2 separate regions of the Zea mays genome follow, and region 1 is linked to region 2. A link is a contact called in public Hi-C data. All regions are on one chromosome and are shown on one strand. Each heading gives the region's core, a stretch centred on a gene start, on an enhancer-like site or on the middle of the called end of the contact. The rest is flanking DNA. Distances are from core to core; before and after follow the strand shown. Region 1 holds the start of LOC100275732. Region 2 has its middle 14 kb from the start of LOC100279861.

Region 1 (4,579 bases), core at 1,449-3,948, 440 kb before region 2:
ATTATCTCTGATGCATATTTTTTGTTCTTTGCAGCTGAGATAACATTGTTTGATGGTTATATTGTCGTTTGCAGGTTTGTACATGAACTTCACTTTTTTCATTGCTGGAGATGATGAGAATGAGCTCATCTTAGCAAGTGTCCTGCATGTACATGATTTTTTCTGATTCTGTTGGTCTTCTATTCAGGTTGTCTATTTTTTGTTATTATTGTATGTGTGTTTGCCTTTGTATGTGGTTGTTTTGACGTGCCGCTTACTGTGCTTTAGGGGTGTTGTTGAGAAGCGGGACTACGCTTGAGAACTTGGATTTAATACTTCTCTACATCGATGAAATTGTAGATGGGGTGTAACAATCTTGACTTGTGCTAGGTTTAGGTTGTCAGCTATATTCTACATTGTGCCATTTCAAATGTGAGTCTGTATTATGTTAGATGGTTCTATGAAATCGCTATCCCTGTTAGGTCTTCATTGCTTTTTAACCTTCCATGTGACTGCCTTCAAAGCAGATGCTGCCATGGTCTCACTGTTGCATGTTTTATGACATCTATTTTTATGAATTATTATATTACTTAACATGGAGAATAAAGCTATTTTAACTACCTATTCCAGTGCGTGCATCTATAATCATCTGTGGCATCTGCTTATTTTTAGCGTAATTATGATTGATTTCCACGAGAAGTGCAATCATGATGGAATTAAAGTGGTTATCTTTGATAATATTTGCTATATTCTTTATGTATAAGTATAACATACTATAGTAGTTAGTCTGTGGAATTCAGAAAGAAAACACGATTACTTTAAATTATGTGTTATAGATTTGCTCCATGGAGTAGAGGTTGCAGTCAGTAGTAACCGAGACAAAAAAATCACCAATGAGCTAGACCAGTGGGAATATGGGGAAGATACTATATTCTGGTTTCTATATTTTCATTCCAAATGTTTTGATTCAGTATATGACAATATATTTGAGAATCTAAATCTGTTGGCAACCATTCCCTTGTGCAAATTATTGGGTTTGATGGTATGTCAATTATTCTGGAATGCTTTATATTAGTATTTGTGAATTTCTGCTAATATATCAACTAGGTTTACCCCTCCTGCTCCTGTGTCAGTCTCAGTTCCTAGCTCTGCATCTCAAGGCAACAACATTTTCAAGACCAGGATTGAAGGTGCAAACAACGTTGATGCAGGTAATGTGAAAATATAGAGTAATGTACCAAAGTAGATCGTAAGTACCTTTATTAGTTCCTAATTCATATCTACTTAGTGTTGGGTTGACTGGTTTTTGTTTCCTGATTCTGTGTATCAAACTAAATTTTTTTCCTTGCATTGTTCCAAAGTGCAGATGCTGGCGCTGCAACAGCCCAAGCGGACAAAAAGAAATCTTTAACAGCAAGAACTAAACATACGGTGGTTGTTCCAAAGTCTAGATCTTAGTTTCCTTAATCAAAGAAATGAGCATGTTTTTGTTGTGTTTAGTTGGAATAGTATGGGATGTTATCAAGCATATTCTCTTTTGTAGGTTGCAATGAGCAGAAGGCTTGGTATTGAAGAGCCTCGGCTAATTAAAATAGTCAGAACAACAATCCATACACATACTGAATTGCTTAGGCTCTAGATGTGCAAGGATCGTTTTGAGCATTTATTCAAGATTGATTCTCTGAAAGAGGTTGATCCAACATTGGGCAGTCACCATATGTCCAAGGTCCTTACAGATGAATGTGCAAATGGATCATCTCAAACGATAACATGTTCAAGTGGCAAGGTGCTAGAGAAGGTAGTAGCCCTTAAGTCATCCAAAGTTGCCTGTGATGAAAATGCTATAGTGAAGATTATGGCAAATACGTTACTAATATAAGATGATGTTTAGTGCCTTGCCGTTAGGACAAGTGTTAATTTCTCTTTATCATTGGGCTTTGTTTTTGGCAAGGCGAGCAAGAGCAAGGATCCTCTTGCCTTCACAGGAAATGGACAGGCTCCCCACCAGCAAGTATCCTCTTTGCCCCTTTTGTAATGATGACACTAAACATGTCCTATATCATTGTGATTGTTGGATTTGCATTGTAATGTGGCAACATATTCTTTGTGTACATGGGGGAAAATTCTCATTGATACTGAACCAGTCTATTTTGTGATTGTGTATATTCTCGACTTTGAATCGCACTAAATTATGTTTGTTAATGCATGCGGCTAATGGAGTAGGGCGCCATGAAGCGCGCTTCCTTTTCTAATAATTAAAGTCTTCCAACCGACCTCGTTTGTACCAGGTCGTCCTACATCCTATATCACACACGAAGCGCACATTTGTGTCCTTCTTTCCCGCTACTTATCTATTTGTTAACTCATAAATAGGTTGTGAGAAACCAATGTAAGCTGTCGCGCATATATGTTTCCCCTCTCCCGGTTCTTACCTATCAGTGGCCGTTAACCGATAAATAGGCCAGAAGAAACCAACACAAACCCACCAATAAATTGCTACCCACAGATAGACCGTAAGAAATCATCCAGACCCAATACAATTTTTATGACTACTTTTATGGAGAGAGTTCATCACACTCACTTACTAGAACCTCACGTGTTGCTCAGCCGTTGCACTAATGGTAGGGTCTCAGATACCTCAACCAATATTATTAATTATGATGGTGCCGTAAGAGAAAACAGTCAGCTATAAACATTTTAAGCAAAACTTGGGCCGTCAAAAAGGCCTAGATATGGTTTTCGGATACTTGAAAGCCCATCTTACTCTCCTTCCGGTCGCGGGTCGCCGCAGTAAACCCCTAGGAAGAAACCCCACCGCTTCTGGCCGCCGCCGGCTCACCGGTGACGGCATCCAAATCCATGGCCTCCCGCCAGGCGCTCCACATCTTCACGCCCTCCCGGCGGGCGATGCACATCCTCACGTCGTCCCGCGGCATCGCCTCGACCCCGCACCTCTCGTCCTTCGGCTGGTTTGATAAGATCAAGTCCACCATCACTGGCAAGAAGCCCGAGGAGGCCTCCGAGGCATCCTCCTTCACCCTCATCCGTAAGTTGCCGACACGCCCGAGCACGGCTTCGGTTACCTTTGGGGTAGGCTAATGGCGGTGTGGTGGCTTGACCGTCCTCTTTCCCGGTTTGGGTTTGATTTGCAGAGTTCGCAGACACGATGGAGAAAGCGAGGAAGCTGGGGACGTTCAAGAACTTCGTTGCCGGGCGGGCCAGCGAGGCCACCGTCGTGAACGTCTTCGAGAAGCACTCCGCTGTGCTGCGCTACCTCGGTGCCATCGACCCCACCGGCGAGGTACACACTAATCTGATTTTCTATCCTTTATTTGGATACAGTGCTCGCTATTTGGGGGTGGGGATAGATTAATTGTCTGCACCGTCATTTTTATACAGAACCTCCGAAACACTGACAAAATTAACGCGACCAAGCACTGCAACTGCACAATTGCTGACGTGGAGCACATTCTGGCCAAGTACACATGGGCTAAAGAGGCTCAGAAGAAGATTGCAAAGCTCAAGGAAGAAGGGAAGCCATTACCGAAGTCATTTAACGAGGTGACTCTAAGAAACCTGACAATGTTACCGAGTCACATGTCTTATTATACTTTGTGGTATTATATGCAAAATGCTATTAGACCATTGGGGATTGTCATCCCGTTTGATTTTATTATATATTCTACTATGCATTGAAGTGGGCTATTGACATTGTACATAACGTAAATGAGAATATACGTATACCAGCAATAGAGGGAAGGTAAAAAACAAAAATACTAATGAAGTACATAGCATGTTTTGAGCGATGAAAAACTGTACGCACATTCAGCTGGATAAAGATCATTATACCATACAAAAAGTGAGTCATGGTGTTGTTAATATATAGAGAAGGAAATGCAGTAGCTTTTGTTTCCATTCTCATTATGAGATTACTCAACATTGAACATCTTACTTAACCGGTACATCGAAACATCAGCAGGTTAGTTATGCTTTTGGTACCTTCACTTTTTCAGTTTTTGTGTGGTCGTGTTTGATATATCTGACTTCTGACTTGCTCCACTTAGCAAATGCTACTCTTAGTGTTCTCTTCGTTGTAAATAGATTTTTAGATTGTATTTGAGAAACTTTGTAAATAGTTTAATGTAGGCCTGCAAAGGGGTTGGATCAGAGTGCCCCTAATCCCAACCCTGCGTGCCGCTCTTGTTTAAGGGTCAGGGTCGACCCACATCTCTTTTCCTGCTGATGTTAACTATCCATGGTGCTCTAAGGTTCAAACCTGATGCCTCCACACATCACGAGGAGCACAGCACCAGAAAAGTAGAAGCTACCAAAGCCGAACGCCTAAACCACTTATTGGTACAAGTGGGTCCTCAGTAGGGATGGAAAATTAGCTCGCGTCTCACAACTTGGCTCGGATTTAGAGCGTCTTGAGGCTCGGAATGAGCCCGAGGTAAAGTCTGTTTTGTGGCTCGAGAAAAGTGCGAGCCAGCTCGGTTGGGCTCACTGCGACTCGTGAGCTGGCTCGTGGCTCGGTCCAATAACAATGTATTACGTAAAATCCTAATTAGCATGTAGTCTTAGTGCCAAATAGATGATTAGT
Region 2 (4,559 bases), core at 1,121-3,620:
ATCAACATAACCATTTGGACTAATGTGTTTTCTAGTGTTTATGTGTATAGTTCAAAGGATGCAGCGTGAACTTGGACAAAGGAAATGAGGCCATAAAGGAGATTAACACCTCAAAGAAAGACATTAGAAGGCCCATTAAATACTTAACAAGATCATACAAGAGTTCAATACAAAAGACAAAAGAAGCCTAAACGAATAAATATGAAGAAACGAAGAATTCAAGCTACACAGAGTACACCGGATGTGTTCGGTGGTATACTGAATTTCACACCGAATAGGTGTGCTGCCTGAGCTAAAGAAGCGGTTAAAGATTTAGTGCACCAAACATGTCTAGTGGTGTCACACCCAGATTTAAGGGATAAAGCCGGGTGCGTCTCATATGTGCGACAAACAAGAACATCACATATAATGACAAAGTGTATAGAGATAAATGTCACAAATATCATTATTATATAGCGTAAGTCTTACAAAAATAAATGAGAACAATAAAGCGAACTAAGTATTATTCCTTGGCGTCATAAAGCCAACTCGGAGACATCACCTAGATAAGCTCGTACTCCTCGTTGTAAGACTCCTCCTGGACCACCTGTTCTTCTCCTGTGGGGGGTTTATATATCGCAATAGTGAGCTCACAAAAGATCATAGCTCAACAAGTTATGGGGAATAATGTGCATGAACTCACCAAAGGTGGGAGCTCATGTGAAGTGTAAGGCTGAACAATAAATAAGGGTTACAGATGAGCATTGCTTTTAACAAGTTGGTCAAGTTTTATTAGCTATTACTAAATGTAAGTAGATACCAAACCAGAGTAATAATAGATCAAAATTAATAACAAAACTGCAATGCGATGTAGATGACAAATTAAATTTAATTCCATAAATTAATCATGCGAGAGTCCTGAGCTGCTCATGACCGCGAGCACGGCTAGTATACCAGTTTTACACTCTACAGAGATTGTACCCTTTACCCACAAATCATGTCACCCGATTGCCAAGGGGTCTAGAAGTCCCACTCATCTCTACCAAGGAGACGAGGCAGGGTAACACTACGAGGCCTTTACAAAGTTCCACTAGCTTCAAAAAACCTGCTATAGTTTCTAGGGAGCGCAATGCAGGAATCCCCTGTCTGACCGCTATTGCAGCAAAATCAACCCGAGAACCTCCCTACACTGACAACTCCCCTACTGCCCTTGCCCCTTTCGAGTAAGATAGATCTCCACTAGCTTTCCTAATTAGTCAGCCAAGGGCGTCCCATTCCACCCTTGTGGTGGCACGTGTTTCTCAAGTTAAGCTCCATGTTCCAATTAACACAATAGTCTTATCATGAACAGAATAAAACAATAATAATAATAAAGAATGACCATGTGTAATAGTTATCTCAACACCCAAAACCATATATAGCAATAGCAAAGACTACCCAAAAGTTAAGGAGTAACAAGGTGTAAAGATGACCAAGCTAGGGTGACCTATTGGGTCCCATCAAAATTAAGCCTATACATGCCAAAATGATTATAGAGAATATTATTGGGTAAATAAAAGTGGTCAAGGGCACAACTTTCCTTCAATGAGCTCCTGCTCAGCAACTTCTACCTGCTGAACACCTGGATCCTCGGTCCCTGGTTCGTCTACTCGAAGCAATACAAACAGACATGGTATAGGAGAAATTAGCATCACACCAGACATGAGTACACCATACATAATAATAATCTATGCAACGTAACGAGATCATAGGTTCAAGAATCACTAAATTTGGAGTTACAGATTACGAGTTATGATTTTCCGAAGGTTTTATGTGTTTGGTACAAAAATAACCAAGTGATTAATTTTAATCTAGGTTTCATGCTAAAACAGAGTTATTAAATGATAAACAATATTAAAACAAAATTATCGCAACTGGAATGGGTTAAAGAGGAGTTAAAATGAATTTTCTATGAATTAAACCAGTTTCTGAGATTATTTTTAATACTAAAATTTATTTTCTATTTTAATTTATTAAACCTGAAACCAATTTGGATTGTGCCCGCAAATTCCCGAGAACCCGTGGTTTAATCTGTAAAATCTTGGGCTCGGTTGTAATTACTCTGTGGGGGTTAATTTAGTAAAAACTCAGGGGTTCTTTAGGAAGACTTCTAGGCCGAAGGGTTATCCTAAGATCTCGGTCGTCGGATGTGGAGCACACGACCCAGATTAAAATGTGTTTCCCATGAACCGGTAAAGTCACAGTAGTCGTAGGATCTAATATCGACAGTCGAGATTTAATGTTCCGGAATCGTCCCGCGACCACCTGATCTAAGGTCGTTGCTTATCTTTACTCCCGGCGAAGCGTTACGCGGTGTTCGATCCGGACCGCACGATCGTGATCCAACCACCCTGATTTGGTTCTGGGGTGATCTAATCCTAGTCGTTCATCACTAATCTGATGGACACGAGCTTGTCTTCAACCCTGACCGAGCAGGGCGACGGCGCAACAACCCACCCGGTGCAGGTTCACCGGCGCTCTCGACCGAACTGTGCCCAAGCCCCCAAACCCCGAATTAACAGGTATAACACAGTGCTACGTACGAGGCGGATGCAACTGAAGACTCAACAGTGATGGATTCGATACCCAGAGAACTGCCCACGGTGAAGAGTGGCTTTGCGGCGAGTAGGGCTCTCCGGTGAGCAATTGGGCAAGCCGCGGTCGGTCATCGAGCCCCGAAACCCCACCAATCGGTCCCACCGGTCTTGGTTAGCACCCCCGGCTACCCAATGGTCGTGCTCCGACGATGCCGAGTAAATAAGGCGGCGGCGGATCTCTCTTCTCCCTCGGTATCTCTTCCGGGATCTTCTCGCGGTATGATTCAAGGCAAGAGCAGCGAGGATGGGTTGGTATATGGGCAGGCGGGTCACACGGCCGCAGCTGGCGAGATAGTCGCAAGCGCTCGCCTGAACTTCGGAGGGGAGGTTACGCAGACGCGCCCGACAAGAGGAACAGAGCCGCCTGACGTGTGGGCCCGGTGCGCCAGTCCATGGTGGCCACGCGCGCACGGCGAGTGACTGACCGGTGGGTCCCACCCGTCGGCGCCAGATTCCGCAGTAAGCCGCGTCCGCACGGTAAGTGGGCCGAAATGGGGTACATGGCCCAGAAAAGTTTTTCTTATTTTCTTATTTTCTTCTTTTATATTTCTGTTTTCTTTTCTTCTTATTTTTGAATCTCAGTTTGAATTCAAATATTGTTGTGGATTTTGTACTCAAGTTAAAGGTGTAAATTGAACATACCAGTATAGAAGGAATTTATATATATATATATATTGTGTAGTATTTTTTTCCTCTTTCCTTTTCTATACTATTTCCAATTTCCAAATTGTAAATTAGGTTAAATCCCAATTTGGACACTAATATATCTTTATTAATATTAATATTATTAAATGCACAATAAACTCCAACATGATGCGTCAATTATTTATATGTCATTAGTTAATTATTCTCTTTAAACATGGTTATTCACATGTTCTAATAAGTGGAGGACAACATATATAAGAAGATTACTCTCTCTTTATTAACACCACCAGTCGGGTATTACAAGTGGTGCACCAAATGTCACACCAACTACGACACTCACAGAGGTTGCAAAATGCAACCGAGACGTGTATAAGGCATCGAACATGTCTAGTATATTACCAGTGGCGCACTGGATATCCAAAGGCTTAAATGGTCTACAAACGGCTAGTTTCCAGCAGCTAGTCAACATAGAAAGCACCGAACCTGTCCTATGGCACACCGGTGGTGCATCGAACACATTCGGTGCTTTGCAGAAAAATCTGATTCCTTCGACCACCTATTTTAAGTGTGGAGGGCTATAAATATCAGCCCAACCAGCCATTTCTATGTGTGGAGAGCCAAGAATCATGGGCCGATTTGTTTCGGCTTTTTTCGGACGAGCTTTTCTGAGAATCTGGCAATGGGGAGAATCTAGCTGTGGGGAGAATCTGAATATCGTCAGGATTACGTGTGGAGGGAGATGAAGGGGTTCATAGGGTTTTGGGTCTAGAAAGTGACGGATTCCTACTTTCATGGCGATTCAACTGATTTTTTGTTCACATTGATTTTAGATGGTTATCACCAAAGTGATTCTCACAAAAGCTGGCTAAAAAGCTAGGTGTTTGGCAGACTGTAGCAGCTTCTGATGGTTAGAAGCTACTAAGAAGCTGAAATAAACAGGCCCATAATGTGTTCATTGAGACTCCAATCCTTTAGCTAAAGGCACACAAGTGCTAATAGAATCACTCAGTGATTAGTGTGAGTGCTTTATGAAGTCCTTAGTTTAGTTGGACCGCTTCATAGCTCTTGCTCTAGGTTTATTCCTAGTTGATTAGAGTGAGGTTAGACACCCTCAAACCCCTCGACGCTTGTGCGCGTCGTTGTAATTGTACCAAGTTGTGATATCCTGGCCTCTGTGGATGTTATATCCTGGTCCAAGGCTTAATAGAATTAATAGAGTACTCATACCAATAAGGTGCATCTTCTTTTTCGGAAGTCTATCTCGATAGAACCTCTGGGTTAAGCGTGCTTGGCCTAGAG

The links. A called contact is a pair of places that touch in the nucleus more often than the background predicts.
Region 1: a contact with region 2 is called in a Hi-C map of ear, with 2.9 times the contacts expected there. The contact joins the promoter of LOC100275732 here to the enhancer-like site in region 2. A contact is called at or near these places in 6 of 25 Hi-C or Micro-C datasets (bundle sheath, ear, endosperm and 2 more).

Annotation. Positions count from the first base shown.
Region 1 is chr9:42,823,458-42,828,036 of Zm-B73-REFERENCE-NAM-5.0, reverse strand. It overlaps LOC100275732, which reads left to right and starts at 2,698. Exons shown (of 5, transcript NM_001371735.1): 1 at 2,698-3,025; 2 at 3,132-3,280; 3 at 3,379-3,540. The coding sequence starts at 2,839.
Region 2 is chr9:42,382,627-42,387,185 of Zm-B73-REFERENCE-NAM-5.0, reverse strand. No RefSeq gene overlaps it. Among protein-coding and RNA genes, the nearest start is that of LOC100279861, 14 kb to the right of the region's middle. Within about 2 kb of position 2,370, at least 19 of the 20 cell types and tissues checked have an H3K27ac peak or open chromatin away from gene starts, as enhancers often do. A contact at or near this core is called in bundle sheath, ear, leaf and 1 more, where this site is marked.